6 separate regions of the Sus scrofa genome follow, and regions 1, 2, 3, 4 and 6 are each linked to region 5. The links are chromatin contacts, called in public Hi-C and targeted proximity ligation maps. All regions are on one chromosome and are shown on one strand. The core of a region is the stretch at or near the end of the contact, and the rest is flanking DNA. Distances in the headings are between cores, read along the strand shown.

Region 1 (3,005 bases), core at 234-2,733, 250 kb after region 5:
GTCATGATCAGTAGCAGTTATCCCGATCAACTTGCAGGGCCCTGATCTCCTAAAGCAGACTGCAGGGAGTGTTCTGGGATCATCTACTTAATCACTTTCTTTCTCTGTCTCTCCCTTTCTGGATCCAGGCTCACATGAAAATGACTATGTAGGAGTTGCCGTCGTGGCTCAGCGGTTAACGAACCTGACTTGCACCCATGAGGACGTGGGTTCGATCCCTGCCTTGCTCAGTGGGTTAAGGATCAGGCATGAGGTGTGGTATAGGTTGAAGATGTGTCTCGTATCTGGCATTGCTGTGGTGTAGGCCAGTGGCTTCAGCTCCCATTGGACCCTAGCCTGGGGAACTCCATATGCCTCAGGTGTGGCCCTAAAAAGACTGAAAAAAAGAAAAAAAAAAAAAAGATTATGTATCTTTATGGGCACAAATGGGAGAAGGAATTTTAAAAATGACAGTCCTACATTCACTTACCCATCTGATCAATAACTATTCACTGAACAGTCTTGTATAGGAGAAAAGGTATAAGGGCAGAATCATATGGGGCTTATCTGTTTGTTTCCTTTGTTAGTGGGTCAGTTTTTTGGGAGTGCTTTTTCCTGTCTTGAATGATGACTGATTTCACAAACCGCACAGGTAAAGTGGTATTTGAACTGGGCTGCCCATAAAATCTTGGTGGGACTCATATACGAGTGAATGTGTATTGTAGAAGATGCAGCTTGCAGAATGGAGCAATCAGAGGCTGCACGTAGGCCAGTCTTGGAAACGAGGGATCCAAGGCCAGCTCCAGTGTTTTTGGCTGTTTCATCATGAGAAGAATTAAAATTCCTTACTGCTGACTAAAAGAAAAACGTACAACATAGAAGTTGTGAGTTAAAAGTTTTATTAAGGGAACTTACTGGGGACTATAGTGGAGGAGACAGCTTCTCGGCTCTGAGGATCTGCTCTCAAGAGGTAAGGAACAAGCTAGGATATATATGAACTCTTTTGAGGGGAAAGACATCTAGTCAAGCATCAAAAGATTGCTGCTAATCGCAAAGAACAGACATCTCAAATTAATGCTTTTAGTGTCATTCTATGAAAGAGAAGATGCAAGAATATGGGGTCAGTTGAGAATTTTCCTTAGAGATACAGCTTAACTGAAGCCAGTATATCTATAGTACAGAATGTTTCCTGTTTTTCTCCATTCTGAATTCCCCTCAGGGCACACGGTGGGTGGGCAAGTACAGTGGCTCATGGCTTGATCCTCGGCGAACAGGACTGGCAGGCAACATTTTTTCTTTATACTATTATACTTCCCAACTTGCAGTCAGAGGAATGCAGGGACCTGTAAATGTGGAGGTGGAACCAAAAGCCAGTTTTGGCGCCCACCCCGTCGCATTAGCCATCATTTCTCTCTGGGGGGCTTCCTGCATTGCCTAGCAACCTGTCAGGACTCTGGGGGTTCAGATAGCCCAACGCAGGTCCCCACCATCCTCACCCTCTGGAGGGTGGGCAGAAGAAATGCCTCCGCCTGACCTTTACCGGGCCACGGTCCGTTACACGTGGAATCGCCCCAGCGGCCCGCACTACACCAGCGGAGCAGGGGAGGGGCTTCACGGCGCCAATGGGCGGGCAGAAGGGGCGCGCGTGCGCACAGCGGACGGGGAGTGGGGCGGGGCCAGGGCCAGGGAAAAGAGTTCTGAGGACCGGGGCTGTCGAGGCTCACGCCGGGGTGCTTCGCTTTTGCGGAAAGCTGTTTGGCAGCTGGTGGCAGAGAGGGTGAGTGAACCACGGGACAGTCGTGATCTGGCTGCGGCCTGTGAGGCCTGTGACCCGACCTTGGAGGAGGAGATCCGTGGGGCGGGCCTCAGGGGTCCTCAGCAAGGCGCGATCCCGGCGTCCTTCAAGGATCCCGGGGCTTCGGGCTCAGGTTGGGAGACAGGAGCGGCCTGGCTGCGGGTCTCGGACCCGAGCCGCCTCGAGAAGATAGCTGACTAGGAGAAGAGCCTCTTCCCGGGGAGAAGCCGCAGGGGCGATAAGCCTAATGGGCGCGGCCAATCTGCCGTGACCTGCGCGCGCGGGCCTGAGTCTTTGCTCTCCGTCTGCCCCTGGTACTCCGTCTCCCTCCGGGGGAGACAAATAAACAGGTCCTGTTGGGCTGGCGAGCTTGGCCACGTTGTGCCAGGGGAGTGGGGGAGGCGGGGGAACTTTGTATTCCCCTCTTGTATTTTTTGTCTGGTATGGCACCGCCATCCACCTGATTGCACAAGCCGGAAACCTGGGCGTCCTTCTCGTCCGCTGCACCCTTTACCCATCCACATCGAATCCATCGCAAATCTCTGGATACACCCACTTCGTCACACCCAGTCCCTCTGCTCTAGCTGGTTCAGGCCACCATCATCTCTCCCCTGGACTTCCTTGGTAGCTTCCTGACTAGCTCCCTGTATCTCCTTTTTCCTCTGTAGTTTGTTATGTACTGGAAAGCCAGAGTGATGGTTTTAAAACACAAAAAAGTCACCAGACCTACTCACTCTTCCCTTACTGCCTTTCTGTGAATTCCCATTGCTCTTTCAAGCTCTTGGACGGGCTTATGAGACCCCTCATGACCTTTCCTCTTTTTGCTTTAGTCTGTCGCATCTATCTCCACTATACTGTGTTTTCAACCACATTGAACCATTTTTGGTTCTCAGATTGGACATTCTTTTGGGCTTAGGCTAGAAGGCTAAGACTTGTTATGTCATTCCCTCTGCCAGAGGTGTTGTCCTTTAATTGAAGAAATCCTCTTTCATGTATTAATCCAGGTGTGGATTGGGGCTTCTGTGGTATCCTACAGCTGACTTATTTACTCTCTCTTTTCCCACCAGGCTGAAATCTGTGGGACAGGAGCCAGTCTGGGTCACAGTCCTATCCTCAGAACCTGTCAGCACCAGGCTTCTAGTAAAGCGTGTTAATTAAATGTATAAGTGGAGTTCCTGTCATGGCTCAGTGGTTAACGAATCCGACTGGAAACCATGAGGTTGCGGGTTTG
Region 2 (3,079 bases), core at 459-2,958, 170 kb after region 5:
ACAGGCACCAAGGGGCTCAGAGTTTACTCCCTTTTAACTAACCAGACCCTCAAGAAAGACAGTGTGTGTTTTCCAACCTGGCACAGTTACCCCTTCCTTTCCTGGCCATTTGACCTCCAGGATCCCACTGACTTAGCCTTTACAAAGTGCCTACTGTATACCAAGAGCCTGGATACTGTATACCAAGTGTCCTGTTCTCAGCAGGCTTTCAATTAATTCAGGGGGAATGAATTAAGAGACCAAACGAGTGAATGAATAGCTCATTCACAGCCCTGCACAGTCTATAAAATTAGCCATGCTCTTGATTTATCCAAGAGCTTGGTAAAATGTTTTGCATACAGTAGGTGCACAACCAATGTTTTGTGGAATGCGGGATTTGGTTGCATTTGAAACAGAGAAGGAAAAAGTGTGTGGAATTTTTCATTGAATGGAACCTAAACAGACTCTGGCACGTACAACCCTGGCCAGAAGCCCCCATCTCAGGGCTGGCACTGCTCATTGTGTATGAGAGGTTTCCAGCCAAAGGCCCAGAAACGCACAGCCAGTTGGCAGATCCCAACGGCTGGAGGGCTGAGTCAGGAGACAAGCTCAGGTGAAGTTCAAACGGTTAGCAAGTTCGTCCCTCCTGCTACAGACCCGCATCATCAGTTCAAAACCTAAAGCTCTCCTCTTTACTCGCAGCCGCAGAAAGAGGCGGTGACATTTCTTTTGCAGGGCCCTGAGGACGTACAGGCAAGGGGACCTTTCTAGTGAGGTGGGGGCGGTACGGGCAATGAAGGCTGTGCATTGAGAGGCTAGAAGGATGCTTTCTTCGATGGGCCTCCAAAGTCTCCCTGTGCCCAAAGCCTGACAGGGACCACCAGACTCTCCTGGGCTTCGCTGCTGGGTGATTCTGGTCCCTGAATGCCCCTTCAAGCAGTCTGTCTCCTGCCCTCCCCCCGGTCCCCCCCCAACTGCTGATACTGGGTGGTTGCTGAGAATAAAAATTACTGCTGACTGAACACACCCCTCAGGGGGTCACACCCAACAGCAGGCTGGGCCGTCTAAGGTGCCCCCTCCACACACACACACACACAGCAGAAAGGAAAAGTGTTTTCATAAAGCTGCACACCCTGCCAAGCCCTGGGGAACTCCCTCAGAAAACACACACTCCCTTCTCTATTGTTTGGTTTTGGTACAATGAGCACCTACTGCTTTAGTAATTAAAAAAGAATTTTTATTTTTAAAGAACATGCACAAAACACACAGCCCACCTAGTTCAACACACTTGGCTCAAGCTCACTCCCGGCCCTGAGCCAACCATGGGTTCTGCAGGTCCAGGGAGAAGCAAAGGGAAAAAACCACCCCAAAGACAGATGGCCCCTTGCCCGTTCTAGGGGAGAGAGCCAAGCCGGCTCAGGCTCACGTTCTTTTCTTGGGAAATGCCCGGAGCCTTGGTCCTAGGGAGGTCGGGTCACCAAGAGCTTTGCTGGCATTGCATCGCTGCCAGCCTCTCGTGCTGCGTCACCCCCACAGCTGCATCATGTGAAAGAGAACCAAGCCTCTCCTACAGCCAGGACCCTGAGCCCAGCTGCCACTGCCACCGCCCCCAACTCCCCCCACCCCTGTCTCCTCTCCCAACAGAAAGGTGCCTCCTCCAACAGACAGGTGCGGTAGCTGGCAACCGCAGAACTGCCTGGGGTGAGGCTCAACCAGAGTCCATGGCTGCCCTCTGGTGGCGGCGAGGGGAAGTGGACCCCAGGTATCCCGGGTCCCTGCCTTTGGGGAGGGGCCTCCCAACTCCTGACGGTCAGGAAGTACTTGCAATCCCAGGTCAGTTAGGGACCCTGCCATCAGCCACAGAGCAAGCGGCAGGAGTTGTCTGAGGGAATGAACTACTGGATCAAGAGGACAAGGTCCTTGGAAAAAATGAATGTCCCTCAGACAGTGAATGAGTAAGTGGCAGCCAGGTCTCACTGAAGCCCAGAATTAAAGGAGCAGCAGTGCCCGGAGGCCGAGCAAACATCACCACATAGTGCAGGGCAGAACACCACACCCTTTAAATTATGTCAAACCTCAACTGCAGGGACCTTGGGAGCAGGCCCTGCTTGTGGCCATCTGGCCCCTGGGGCTGAGTGCCCCACACTCAGAAGGAGCTCCTCCGGCCCCTCTGGGGACTGGGTCCACCCCCTGCCCACGGGGGGAATGAGCTCAAGCCCTCAGACTCTAGCCCAGAAACAGGTCCCCCCATCTCCTCCTGTCCCTTAAGCCGTCAGGGACCTCTTCTACGGCCCAGCAACGCCCAAGCCCGGGGGTGGGAGGAGGCCCACTGCACCAGCCCCCAGGATGAACTGTCTCCTTAGATCCAGCCTGTCCCAGGCAGCAGCAGGACCCCACCTCTCTGCCCTCTCTTCCTCTGGCACAGAGCGCTGGCTCCTATGCAGTCAGCGCCCCACTGGGATGTGAGCCCCTTAAGGAAGGTTGGTCATCATCCTGCCCTGGGATGGGGCGGGGGCCTGGGACGTGAAGGGCTGGGCTCTTCCCACCCCACACACCCCCTCCAAATGCATGCACACACACACACACACACACACACACACACGTGCTGGGCCATGAGCTCTCTGAACACAGAGAAGGGTTTCTGCCCCTTCCCAAACACCTCAAGAGCCCAGGTAAGAGAGGGTGAATTTAACCAGCAGAAGTGGCTCTGGAGCCCTTGAAAAGACTTCAGAGCTGCCCTAGCAAACGTGACCCATATCAAGTGTCTGCGGACCAATCTCACCCTGACCTCCTGCCTCTCGTACCTTGGGCTCAGACAGAGGTTCTCAGGTTGGGGTGATTTTACCCCTGGACCCCACCCTAGGACCTATCTCAATGGAGACATTTAGTTGTCACACTCAGGGCCGGGGGAATCTGCTAACTTCTAGGGGATAGAGGCCAGGGATGTCGTTAAAACCTACAATCTATAGGACAGGCCCCCACAATGAAGGGTATCAGCTCGAAATATCAACAGTGCTGAGGCTGAAAAATCCTGGGCTGGAGATCGTGGAAACGAAGCCAACTAGTAACCATGAGGTTGTGGGTTCGTCCCTGGCCTCGA
Region 3 (3,065 bases), core at 87-2,586, 130 kb before region 5:
TTAAAACCCTCCACACCTTAGCTCTCCTATTATGGCAGTGACAGGAGAAAGGGGTTAAGAAGGAGAAAGAAAATGGCTAAAAGAGAGATCCACCTCCTCTCAATTAGAATTCGTCCTTACAAGTGATGGATTTCACATGGGCTGTCTAGAGTTTCAACCTCCTCCATAGGCCATAAATAATTATGCATTGGAAGGGACCCCAGGACAGAATTCCATTGATCATTCTCTGGCACAGCCTAATGGTCTTCATGAGAATGGCCCGTGTGGAAAGAACTGTGTTTCCTGTGACAAGTTGTGGTCTTTGTGGCCCCGCCTGGCAAAGGGTCATAATCAAGTTGCAAGCTCCTGGCAGGTGGGGGATGCCCTTCCCGAGGCCCCCTTGCAGCTGTGGCATCTGCAGCTCACGGGCCTGCTGGTCTAACCAGGAGCAGTTTCCGGGTTTGTGTGTCTGCGTCATGTGCACCCTGCCACACTCGTGGGAAGCCAGACCCCACCCTGCTCCCCACTTGCGAGGCTGTGTGATCACATTTGTGGCAGCGCTGGCCTCTTGAAGAAGTTTCTCTTCCCAAGCTGTGTGGGTCTGCGAGGAGACACACAATTGCCTTTGTCATTTGTCCTTCCTGAGTGGGGACAAAAGCCCTTTCAGCTGCTGTGGAATGTACAAAAAGTTCTGTACTGAAGGGCTGTTGGGCCTGGCCTGGAATCCGGCAGACGGGGCTCAGACTAGGAAGCCTCTGCTTCCACCAGAAACTCCTGGGCCCGGCCCAGCCTCTGGGGCAGCCTGCTGTGTACCCGTGTGGAAGGGAGGCCCCAGAGATGCCCCCCCCCACCTGCACAGCACAGCGTGGATCCAAGTAACCTGTGACCTGCAACAACACACCCTAAGCATGGCTGAGCCGAGGTGCTGCGGGCCTGTCGAGCCAGGCTGGGCGTCAGGCATGGAGCTTTGCTGCCTCCCTCAACCCTCCCAACTCCTGAGGCTGCAATGGTGTTACCCCTGCTTTGCAGCTGGGGTGACTGGTCTTCAGAATGGGCCCCGGGGAATGCCTGCTGTGGCACAACTGGGTGGGCGGCGTCTTGGATTCGATTTCTGGCCCCAGCACAGTGTGTCAAGGATGCTGTGGCTTAGGTCTTGACTGAGGCGCAGTCTAATCCCTGGTCCAGGAGCTCCATATGCTGTGGGGCGGCCAAAAATGAAGGGGGTTAAAAAAAAGAGGGGGTGGCGGGGAGCCTGGGAGAGGACAGTGCTGAGACAGAAGAGCCAGGGCGCGAGGGGGAAGGAAGGAACTCTCACAGCTTGTGGGGAGGGCCCCAGGGCCTCAACACGGGGTGTGGACACTTTTATCTCCGGTTTAAACCAAGCAAAATAAAAATACAACCTACCCTTTGGGGGATGGGGGAAAGAACCTGCCACCACAAAACCTAAGAGTGGCACAAGTGGCCTTTTCTCATTGCTATTTACATCCCTGGGTGTTTCCACCATTGCAGAACCAGAGACTTAACACAAAGAAACCTGCTGCCAAAATACTGTGCAGTTTCCCAGGTTGCTATTGTCTGCTTTTTCTAACCAGGATCGGGCAGCTCCTAGGGTGCAGGAAGCCAACCATGGCTGAACTTTGCTCTAGTTTCAAAATGTAAATGAGCAAGTAGCAGGAGGAAGTGCCCAGAAACAGATCTGAGCTGTCAACCCCAGGGGAGCCCCAAGCGGCTACTCCCAGGGAGGGAGGAGGGAGGCCCCGGGGGAGGGCGACCCTGAAGGCTGGGAAACAGGTTTGCATGTTCGAAAGCAAATTGCCCAGGTCTCTGGGGCGGATTGCACAATCTTGCAATCTTCCAAGCAAGAGAGGAAGAAAGGAGAGCCGGGGTGTGGGGATCAGGCCAGTTTTTATACGCGATCTTGTCTAAACAAGACTCTTATCGAAGAGTAATCCTAAACGCTGGCCTTTCTTAATACCTCAGCTCCCTGGGGAATGGGTATGTGACTTTTGAGTTCCAGGAGGGGGATTAAATTGCCTCTTGGAGATGAGAGCCCCACATGAGCAGATAAGGTTGATAGAAATGGCGGGGTAGGGGGGATTCTCTTGTGTCCCATGGGGATGGTCTTCCAGATCCATTATCTTCCGCTGCACAAGGGGTGCTGGAGACAGAAGAAAGCTGATGTCTACTTACAGAGCAGCCTTTGGGGGGCGCAGCCCTGGGCTGCAGGTGCTGAGGAGGGGGTGGGAGACGGAGGAAGGGGCCTCGCTGGCTCTGCAAGGATCAGCTGAACAGGTGCAGGGCCTTAAGTTTTACTTCTATTTATTTATTTATTTTATCTTTTGTCTTTTTAGGGCCACACCCGCAGCATATGGAGGTTCCCAGTCTAGGGGTTGAATGGGAGCTGTAGCCACCAGCCTACACATGCCACAGCCACAGCAATGTGGGATCCGAGTGGCATCTGCGACCTACACCACAGTCCACATCAATGCTGGATCTTTAACCCATTGATGGAGGCCAAGGATCAAACCTGCATCCTCAAGGATACTAGTCAGATTGGTTTCTGCTGAGCCATGATGGGAACTCCTAATTTTTATTTTTTTATTTTTTATTTTTACTTTTGTCTTTTTAGGGCTGTACCTGTGGCATATGAAAGATCCCATGCTAGGGGCCAAATAGGAGCTGCAGCTGCCACCTAAGCCACAGCCATAGCAACTCCAGATCCAAGTTGCATCTGCAAACTACACCACAGCTCATGAAAATCCTGGATCCTTAACCCACTGAGCAAGGCCAGCATAGTCATGGATACTAGTCAGGTTCATAACCGCTGAGCCATGAAGGGAACTCCTAAGTTTTAAAGCTCGATTAAATCACTATAATGTGCCTCACACCCTGTTGCATGCTCCAGAAAAAAAACTCAAGTAGTTGACATATAATTAAATGTGTAATTAGTCTACCAAGTTCACAGCACCAAGATAGTGTTAGGGAAGGAACTATCACTGTAGGAGAGGCAGGCAACTGCCCAGGGTTGGGTGGGAAGGGATTAGATTCTGTGCTCAGACTGCCTGGCTTTCAAGCCACCTTGGCTG
Region 4 (3,002 bases), core at 118-2,617, 220 kb after region 5:
TGTTGGGGAGAAATTAAAGGGCTGAGTACAGTGCTTAGGACACTGACATACAGTGCTAGCTAAGCGCCTTCCACAGGCTGGGTGGTCTTTAAAACTCTTTATATCTGTATTAACTCCCTGCCGTCTTCTATCAAGGCTCTGAAGTGGCTGTGCCAAAGAGAGGGTTCAGGGATGGCTCTCCAGGCTGAGCTCAAGGCACCAGGAACAAGATTTGAGGTTGGAGACTGGGGCGGGGTGTTCCCCCTCTGCCACATCAGGGTGCTTTCCCGCCCCAGCGCTAGAGCCCAGCCTGCCAAAACAGCCTACTGCTAAAGCCACCGACTGCCAGGCCTAGATGGCTCGCGAGTTGGAAGAGAGAAGAGGAAACTGAGGCTTACCAGGCCTCTTTCCCGCTTTTCCACCACCCCACCCTGGCGCTGGTCAAGCCCCTAGCCATACAGAGCTTCGCCGTCAATTTGACTCGGGGAAAGGAGGAGAGGGCAAGGAGCGACAGCCTACACCTGATAGTTCAGAACCAGAATGCGGGTTGGAGGAGCGGCGCAAAAGCCTAGCCCATGCCGTGATCTGATACGTGCCAACACCACCATTTCACAGTAGTCGGAGTAGCCCACAACGATCCGAGAGGGCAGAACGCAAAAGCCGTTTACTTCTTTCCTCCCAAACTCCCTGCACGTGAGTTTTCTTCTGGGGCAGAAGTACCTTCCTAACGACTCTGGCTGCTGCTAAGAGAGGCACTGAAGGAAGGGTAATACCGAAAGCAGCCATCGCCGGCCCCAGGCAGTCGGGGCCGCTTCCTGGAGGAGGCGGCGCATTTCGCGCGCTCCGCGTCTGTGAACCAGCCCCTTCCCTCACTCACCGGTGTCCAGAGAGGTGAACGTGGCGTTCGGGCTGGCTCGCCGGCCGCCTCCGCCGCCGGGCACGACTAGCGTCTGCATCTGCCGGACCAGCTCAGGCATGCGGTCCCAATGGCCTTCGGCGCGGCAGCGCTCCAGCTCGCTCTCCATCTTCAGGTGGGAGCTGTGCGGGCCCTTCGCAGCCATCTTCGAGCGGGTGCTGTCATGGGAGGTGCAGCCGAGAAGTGGAGACCCGGCCGGGGGCGGCGTCCGGGCTGGGGCGCACACGCGGGCGGTGTCGACGGGGGCGCGAGGGGCTGCTGGGGCCCAGGTGGCAGCGGGGGCCCGGGCGGCGCGGGCGGGCAGCAGCCGCAGCACCCAGCGCACCGCCCGGCGTCTCCGGACTGGGGCTCCGGCTGTGCGGCCCCGCGCGTCCAGGAGCAGCCTCCGCCTTTGCTGCAGCAGCTCCTGCCGCCTCTGCCGCCGCCGCCGCTGCAGCTGCTGCCACAGCCCCGCCCCAGGCCCGGGCGCCGCCAGCTGCAGACCCGCCCCCGGCCGCGGCTCCACCCCCGAGGGGGCGTGGCGCGGCCTCGGCGAGACGGGCGCGCGGGCGGCCAACGCGGCCACAGCCGCCAGGCGCGCGCTGGGCGCTCGCGGCCGCACGGGCGCCAACCCCCTGCTGCCGCCGCCACCGCCGACTCGCCACTCACTTTAATGCTGCGCGGAGCAGGGGCACCTGGGGGCGCCTTGCTTCCTTCCCCCTCCCCATCCCTTCGGGGCTCTTGGCCTGGGAGACCCCCGCCCCGACGACCCAGCTTTGTGCGGTGACTCCGTCACCGGGTCTGTCTTCGGCACGTCACAAATCCGGAGAGAGGCGGGCCGCCCAGTCGCTCCCAACTCTGAAAGCGAGCCTCCCCGGGGGGCCGCCGGCAGCGGCCCGGGTCCCGCCTTGCTGGGCCGCGCGAGCCTCGCGCGCCACCCCGGGGGCACTCGGGAGAGCGGTTGCCTGCCCGCGACTCCACACGGAGAGACTTGTACGTTCCTTTAAGAGCCGAGTTCCTCTTTCCAACCTGTCTCCCCCCACCCCAACTGGCTGGCCTGTCCTCCGCAGAATCCTGTTGTCCTGGATTTCTTAAAGTTTTTAAACTGTTTCTCCAACTCTGTATTTACTTTATTTCTTAATTCCGGCGTCTAAAGACTGTGATCAAAGCTGTATCGAGCTCTTAGCAGGGCTTAGCCGGGTGCTGTGGGTACTAAGGAGTTCAAAGGATTACTGGGCGGCCTGGAAGGAAGAGGCCGACGGACACCCTCTGCTGAGATCGGTTATGGTGGCCCAGCGACCGCTGCTGACAGTCCCGTGTGGGGAGGGAGGCCGTGGCACAGGAAATCACGGCAATACCAAAACGACAAAATAAAACTCTTTAACAGAGTGCAAGGCACAGACCGAAGGTTCCAGAAGGCGGGAGAATCCGAGCAAGCTTTTAAGCTTTTAAAACTTAAGTTTTAAGTTTAAACCCCTAAGAGTTAGAAAGTGTCCACCTTTTTCCCCAACACTACCTAACACAACCTTGGGAGTGAGCCTGACCATTCGCAGTGTTATGAGAGACTCACTGCTTTGTGCTTCTCGACGACTCCAACCATGGGCGATTCTTGTCAAGGGAAGCTCAGACTCCCACGCCCTTTGCCTCTGGAGCCACAAGGGCTGCTGTTGAAGGCAGCCGTCCTGCCCTGCCTCACCCCTGACTCCCTCCACGAGTACTCTCTTCTCTGGGCTCTGAAAGAAACTCCATTCCTTACTTGGGGGGCAGAAGTGCTCAGTTGCCTGCTGCTCTGAGCACCTGGAGACCAGGAGAGAGAGGAAGGAAAATGAGGACAGCTCTGGCGGTTGACTTAGTTTGCACAAACTCCACGCCTGTTCCTCTCAACTGCTCTAGCTGGCTTTTGGTTACCCTTTGGCTGCCCTTGTTGGTCACCAGAACTGGATTTCACTTGGAGAGAGCAATGCATGTCCTTTGGGGAGGGTGGCCTGAGGACACCCTGCGATTTGCCCTAGTCAGGCATTCCCCAGAGGCAGCCCCAGGGCAGGCAAAGAAAAGCAGAGTTGATAAGAGCAATCCTGACAATGTAAAGGAAAACGTCTCTCCTCTTTCTCTCTGATCTTTTGCCAGC
Region 5 (3,035 bases), core at 21-2,520:
ATTTTTCTTTTTTGTGACTTACTTCACTTAATATCCTCAAGGTTCATCCATGTTATGGTATATTGCAGAATTTTTCTGGCTGAATAATATTCCATTGCTGTAGCCACAGATGTTACCACACTTTGCTTATCCTTTCATCCAGTGATGGACATTTGGGTTGCTTCCACATTTTAGCTATCGTGAATAATGCTATGAAACATGGGTGTACCAATAGCTTTCAAGATTCTGCTTTCCGTTTTTTTGGGTATATATACCAAGAAGTAGAGTTGCTGGATCATATGGTAATTCTATTTTTAACTTTTTAAGGAACTGCCATATCCTTTTCCACAGTGGCTGTACCATTTTACATTCCCACCAACAGTGCAAAAGGGTGCCAATTCCAAAGAGCTAACTTTTATGTGGATTTAAAAATGCTCACTTAAATGAGAGGTTAGAGACTCAAAAGGGCAAATTCACTATGAAATTCACCAAGACCATATATATTATGGCTTTATTACAATTAAACCAACCCTGTGCCAGGTTCTTTAACATTTTATCTGAACGCTAATCTGTATATGATTTTAATTCTTACAGTAATCTTTCAAGTAGGTATTATAACCTCTATTTTATAAATGAAGCTAAAGATTAAATGACCCATCCAAGGTTATACCTCTAAGTGGCTAAAACAATACTCATAACGAAGGTCTCACTCCAAGTCAGAACCCTATTATTCCACAATATCAAGGGGTTATTGAGAGTGACTAGTTTCACAGAATCTCGGATGCTGTTGTTTCTGAGTGACTTTTTTTTTTTTTTTTTCTGGTAAATTACCCCTGATACTGAAGGAAAGTATACACGGAAGATTCTTTCAGATTAATCAGCTGAGCAGCTGCGTTCGGCCTTACCCACATTTTCATGGGTTTGACACGGAATGTGGCCTCCATGAGGCCCAAATACAAGGCTGAGGAGGTGGGCGCGGGGTACGGGTTTCCCTGGGTCTTGTAGCTTCATTCTTTATTGGCTTAGGGTGTTTTCGTAGACCCCTACACAAGGGGCGGGAATGTGTGTGACTGCGGCGGGGAAGGATGGGCGGAGGAGGAAGACTATCCAGCCAAGCGCAAGGGAGACGACTCCGCCGCCTGGCGCAGTTGCCAGGACAGCGCGGCCTGAGCAGCAACGGCAGCAGCCACACCGCGTCCCGGCGGCGGCAGCGAGCCCTAGTGACGCATTGCAGGTACGAACCAGCCAATCAGAGACCGGTTCAACGACCATCGGGGTGCAGGTCGCCACCACTATGCTCTTCCGCGCCGCAAAGTAGTGCCCTTAGGCTCGACTCCACCAGCCCTTCAACGGCTCGCGAGGGAATGAAACCCATTTACGTCATCTGTTCGCCCCTTCCCTTTATCTCCTGAATCCTCGACCACATAACTGTGGATAAAGTGGTCTCGAGAGAAGTTGGAGGGGAGGGGGTTGGCCGGGACTCGTTTGTGATGTTCCGTTATCTGGTGTGCGGCGGAGGGATTTGGCGGAGGGAGGTGTTTATGAGGCGCTGGGGGCGGAGGAGGAGAATTAGTCCGAGTGGAGCGAGCGAGCTGAGTGGTTGTGTGGTCGCGTCCCGGAGACCGGTAGCGCTTGCAGCATGGTGAGTGCGTCGCTAATCTGCCGGCGCTCGACCTGTGGGGGAAGAGGCCGAAGCGAATTGACGAAAGCAGGGGAACTCGCTTCCTAACACTCTCCAGGGATGGTCTTCTCCAGGGGGATGGCGCGCTAGAGGCTGGGGGCGCCGGCGGCGGTTGTGTCGCAGGTGCTACCCCACCCCCATTTTCTTCAGGGAGGTGTCCCCTGGTGTGCTGGGGTCCAGGCCTACTGCCCCCGGGGCCGCGGAACTCCTCAGGGGCTGGCCTGGACGAGGATGGAGCCGGGGCTGGGGGCAGCCCGGCACCCAGGGGGAGGCGAGAGCGGGAGGGTGGGGGTTGCGGGAACACAGAAGCCTTGAGTCGGGCATCTTGAAAGGTCAGCCCGGGGCCGGATTCAAAAGCCCAACGGACGGTTGCTGCGGGCGCCAGGAAGCGTCTTTGTCCGCTTGCGGCCGCCATGCGCCGAGGGGGCGGGCGGGAGCGCGCGAGGCCCGGGGCGAGCGCCCGCGCCGACGTTAGCCCGCGGCCCCCGCGTGCCGGGCCGGGAGGGGCGGGGGGCGAGCGAGCGGGCGGGCGGGCCGTGTGGGCCGAGCCCGCGCGGCGCGGGGAGCGGCCGGGGGCGGGGCTGCGGGCGCGGGGCTGGAGCCGCAAGCCACCGCCCGCTCGCCCGCCCGGCTCGGCTCAGCTCGCGCCCCAGCTGCTGCGCTGGCACCTGCAGGGCTGCGGAGGTCCGGGCTGCCCGCGGTGCTGCGGGGCAGGCGGGTCGGGCAGGAGTGGGGGAGGGAGAGCTTGGCGGTTTCCCTCCCCGCTGGCAGCGCGAAGGAAGCTTGTTGAATCTTGATCTTCCTACTCCATCTGGGCCCTGGGGCCTAATTCCACCCCCCGACTGGACACTTAAAAAAAAAAATTTTTTTTTAAGCGGTGCTGTCGTTGAAGAAACGGCTTTATTAAGTCAGGCGCAGCTTTGCACTGCGTATCTTGTTAGAGAAAGCCGGAGACTCCAGCCAAGGTCTATAAGACGTTTCCCAGTCACCTACCTAAAGCCAGCCCCGGGGTGACTGCTGTTCGGTTGTGAACGTCTGGTCTTATCCTTCTGTGACAATTGGAAGGGTGCCTTTGAGAAGGGTCCCCGTCCTCTTCTGGAGTACTCACGTGCACGCCGAAGTGTTACCGCACACGGTATTGCCCCGCTCTAACCTTCATGAAAGTAACTTGTATTTTCGTAGAGAAAGTGCCATATCATCTTAACGTTCGGTTTAATTCATTTGTACAGTAATGGCTGTGAAAGACTGTCGTGATAGAAGAGTATTATTGGGGGGTAGGGAATTTTTAAGAAGCATTTTCTTGTCACTGGTCTTGCCTGGCTTTTTTTTTTTTTTTTTTTTTTTTAAGTGAAGGCTGTAATTTGCAATACTTATT
Region 6 (2,855 bases), core at 194-2,693, 210 kb before region 5:
GCCACGTCTGCGACCTAGACCACAGTTCACAACACCAGATACTTAAACCGCTGAGCGAGGCCAGGGAACCAAACCTGGATCCTCACGGATACTAATGGGATTCGTTTCCCACTGCACCACAACAGGAACTCCCGCAGTTCCCGTCATGCCCAGTCATGGGCAATCCTGCCTCTATGCCTCTTCAGCAACTTGCTGTGGATCATCCTCCACAGTTCTTGACCTGGAATTGGAATTATTTCTGCCTTGCTCTCCACTAGGGGGAGCTCTGTGAAGGCGGGGATATGGTACTGCCTTTCCATCTAGGTACCCCTGGTGTCCATAACCCTGCCTGATACCGGCAGCACTCAATGAATGTCTACCTAATGAAAGAACATCTTTTGTCAGTAACATCCCATCTGCATGTGGCAGAGGCAGTACTATGTCTTATTCCTCCTAGAATGTTCATTCCATTATCACAACGCAGGCAGGGGAAAAAAAAGATTAACAAAAACATCGAGAACATCTAACTCACAGAGGCTGAGAAGTTTGTAGCTTTCCAGGGAGAGAGATGTTAGAAACATAAGGACGGGTCATGGAAGGCACTGAATGCCGAGAGGAAGCACAGACATACTGGACTAGCCCGAGGCCACACAGCTAGTAAGTGGAGGGGCCGCAACTTGACTCTAGGCAATCTGGCTCCAGGGTCCGAGGTCCTGACCACCTGGCGATACCGCCTATCAACAGCAGACACTACAGAACCCTGCGCTGAAGGGCGGTATAAACCACATTCGCCCAACAAGCAAAATCACGTTGGTGACATAAAACGGTCTTCCCAAACCCCTTCTATTCTAAATCTCACTCCTGGAATGGAATTTGTGATAAAGAGGTTTGGCGGCGGTGTGCGATGAGATTCCCCTGGGCCAAGGAGGGGCCCGGGCCGAGAAGCAGACACCCACGCCAGCTGCAGGAAAATTAAATAGAACAATGTGTTAAAACGCCTCGAAGCCTGGCAACCTAGTGATTGTTATAGTTCCCATTCAGGACAGCTGCAGAGGGGCAGACCCAGGGCAGACGGTGGGTGGCGCCCCACTCGACCAGGAGCAAGCGCAGTGCCCCACGAAGCGCCAAAGTCCCCGCCCCAGTGCCTCCCCACCTCCCACTTCCTGAAAGAAGCCCCCTCCGCGGGGTTCCCCCAGAGCCCATGCGGTCCGCGCCCTCACCTGCCGGCCCCATGAACTTGACCACCCCCTGGGTCTTGAACACCTCCCGGGCAGCTAGGAGTGCGTCCTCGCCGTGCGCGGTGTAGAAGTCGCCCCGGTCGAAAAGGCGCACCGTGGTGGTCGGCTTCTCAGGCATGCCCTGGAAGAAGCGCACGAAGCCGATCTCGGCTGCGCTCTCCAGCTGCAGTGTCTCCTTCGGCTGCACCGCCATTTCGGAATCTCTCTGCCAACAGCCTGAGGGAACTGCACGACCCCGCACCCACTAAGCTGTTTCCCGCCTCCCCTCCCTCGCCCCCCGTGCGGCGTCCAGCCTCTGCGGAGGTACCCAATCAGCATTCAGCGCTGTATTTCGGTGGGTGGGAGTGCGCCGTGACAGCCAATCATAATCGGACGCGGCCCAGCTTCCCGCGCACGCTGGTGACTCTGTCTACTGCGCATGCTTGAGCCTAGGTCGAGCGCCGACCCTGCCAGAAGCCCATCCTTTAAAGAGTTCAGTTCTCCGGGTTTTCTCCGTGCTTGAGCAAGGAACCAGGTGGAGAGATAACTAGATTAGAAGACCAGGTGGGACATTCTGGCAGGTTTTGAATATATTATCTGCCCCGGAAGCAAGAGCATGAAATCAGAAAGAAACTTGAAAACAAGGAAAACCTAGCCTTCCACTCTATCGGTATTTTTTTTAGACCTGTGCCCCTCTCTCCAATCGCGTCCCTTTTCCTTTTCAGGCAAAACTGCCTACATCAATATTAGAGGTTTCTTCTCCACAACCTCCCTACTGCTCCGTACTAGCCTAATTCTCATGTCGTCCGTTCCTTAATTGATTCATTCAATCAAAAACTTAAGACCTACTGTGTTCCAGACTTCTAGGATCTGAGGAAAGAAAAAAGCCACTGCCTTAGTTGAGCTTATATTCTAATGAATGGATTCAGATAATACACTAAGTAAACTTGCAGCAAGTAAACTGTTAGAAGATAACGTGTTTAGGTGAAAAATAAAAATGGATCAGTGTTTTTTGTTGTTGTTCTTTGTTTTTTAATGTTGAACAAAGACTTGGAGATCAGAATATGTCCTGCATAGTAAGCTGCCTTACAAAAGCTATTGCACTCTCCTGTTTGGCTCACCATCCACCCAGAAAAGCAGTCCCCAAACCCTGATTCAGCAGCACAATTACCCTGGGGGCTTTTCAGAGGCGTTCTGGGGCCCCGCCCACATATAATGGGTTGGAATTTTGGAAGATGGGGTCTTGAGATGTTTCAAGAAAGCTCCCTGGACGCTCTGGACCACTGGCCTGTTAAAATTCAAATAGCTTCAGAAGTAGAGGAAGTTTGAACCATTTGACTGCTGACTATATTTCCCACTCCCTGCAGTGCCCCCTGTTCTTACCCCAACTCTTTGATCTGGAGCAATCATCTTCCTTCCCTTTCAACACATGTGGCTCCAACACAGACTTGTCCCTCTGCTCTGGAAGGGCCCTGCCCTGCAGTCCCCCAGGTGTAATTGGTTCTGTTACCTTCTGGAGTACCATTGTAGTTACATCTCTATTATAATATTTGCAGCATTGGTTTAGACATATCTGTTCGCCTATCTCTCTTACTAAACACCTGGAAAGAGCATAGATGAGTATGTTCATTTATATTAATGGCTAATGTTCGTTAGCAC

The links. A called contact is a pair of places that touch in the nucleus more often than the background predicts.
Region 1: a targeted proximity ligation map of alveolar macrophages shows a contact between it and region 5. A contact is called at or near these places in 2 of 5 promoter capture datasets (fetal liver and liver) and 2 of 2 datasets of targeted methods (alveolar macrophages and skeletal muscle).
Region 2: a targeted proximity ligation map of alveolar macrophages shows a contact between it and region 5. A contact is called at or near these places in 1 of 5 promoter capture datasets (liver), 9 of 47 Hi-C or Micro-C datasets (alveolar macrophages, blood, brain and 5 more) and 2 of 2 datasets of targeted methods (alveolar macrophages and skeletal muscle).
Region 3: a contact with region 5 is called in a targeted proximity ligation map of alveolar macrophages. A contact is called at or near these places in 1 of 5 promoter capture datasets (liver), 7 of 47 Hi-C or Micro-C datasets (alveolar macrophages, blood, embryonic fibroblasts and 3 more) and 2 of 2 datasets of targeted methods (alveolar macrophages and skeletal muscle).
Region 4: a contact with region 5 is called in a targeted proximity ligation map of alveolar macrophages. A contact is called at or near these places in 3 of 5 promoter capture datasets (fetal liver, fetal skeletal muscle and liver), 1 of 47 Hi-C or Micro-C datasets (embryonic fibroblasts) and 2 of 2 datasets of targeted methods (alveolar macrophages and skeletal muscle).
Region 6: a contact with region 5 is called in a Hi-C map of alveolar macrophages, with 2.6 times the contacts expected there. A contact is called at or near these places in 1 of 5 promoter capture datasets (liver), 3 of 47 Hi-C or Micro-C datasets (alveolar macrophages, embryonic fibroblasts and epiblast stem cells) and 1 of 2 datasets of targeted methods (alveolar macrophages).

The regions. Positions count from the first base shown.
Region 1 is chr3:93,619,438-93,622,442 of Sscrofa11.1, forward strand. It overlaps MCFD2 (multiple coagulation factor deficiency protein 2), which reads left to right and starts at 1,484. Exons shown (of 4, transcript XM_021087556.1): 1 at 1,484-1,756. The coding sequence starts at 1,499.
Region 2 is chr3:93,540,788-93,543,866 of Sscrofa11.1, forward strand. The region is part of intron 5 of TTC7A (tetratricopeptide repeat protein 7A); the gene reads right to left. Among named protein-coding and RNA genes, the nearest start is that of TTC7A, 50 kb to the right of the region's middle.
Region 3 is chr3:93,237,380-93,240,444 of Sscrofa11.1, forward strand. No RefSeq gene overlaps it. Among named protein-coding and RNA genes, the nearest start is that of EPCAM, 54 kb to the left of the region's middle.
Region 4 is chr3:93,590,615-93,593,616 of Sscrofa11.1, forward strand. It overlaps TTC7A (tetratricopeptide repeat protein 7A), which reads right to left and starts at 1,368. Exons shown (of 20, transcript XM_021087552.1): 1 at 857-1,368. The coding sequence starts at 1,040.
Region 5 is chr3:93,370,495-93,373,529 of Sscrofa11.1, forward strand. CALM2 (calmodulin) reads left to right here and starts at 1,271. Exons shown (of 6, transcript XM_003125163.4): 1 at 1,271-1,621. The coding sequence starts at 1,619.
Region 6 is chr3:93,162,113-93,164,967 of Sscrofa11.1, forward strand. MSH2 (mutS homolog 2) reads right to left here and starts at 1,444. Exons shown (of 16, transcript NM_001195357.1): 1 at 1,200-1,444. The coding sequence starts at 1,410.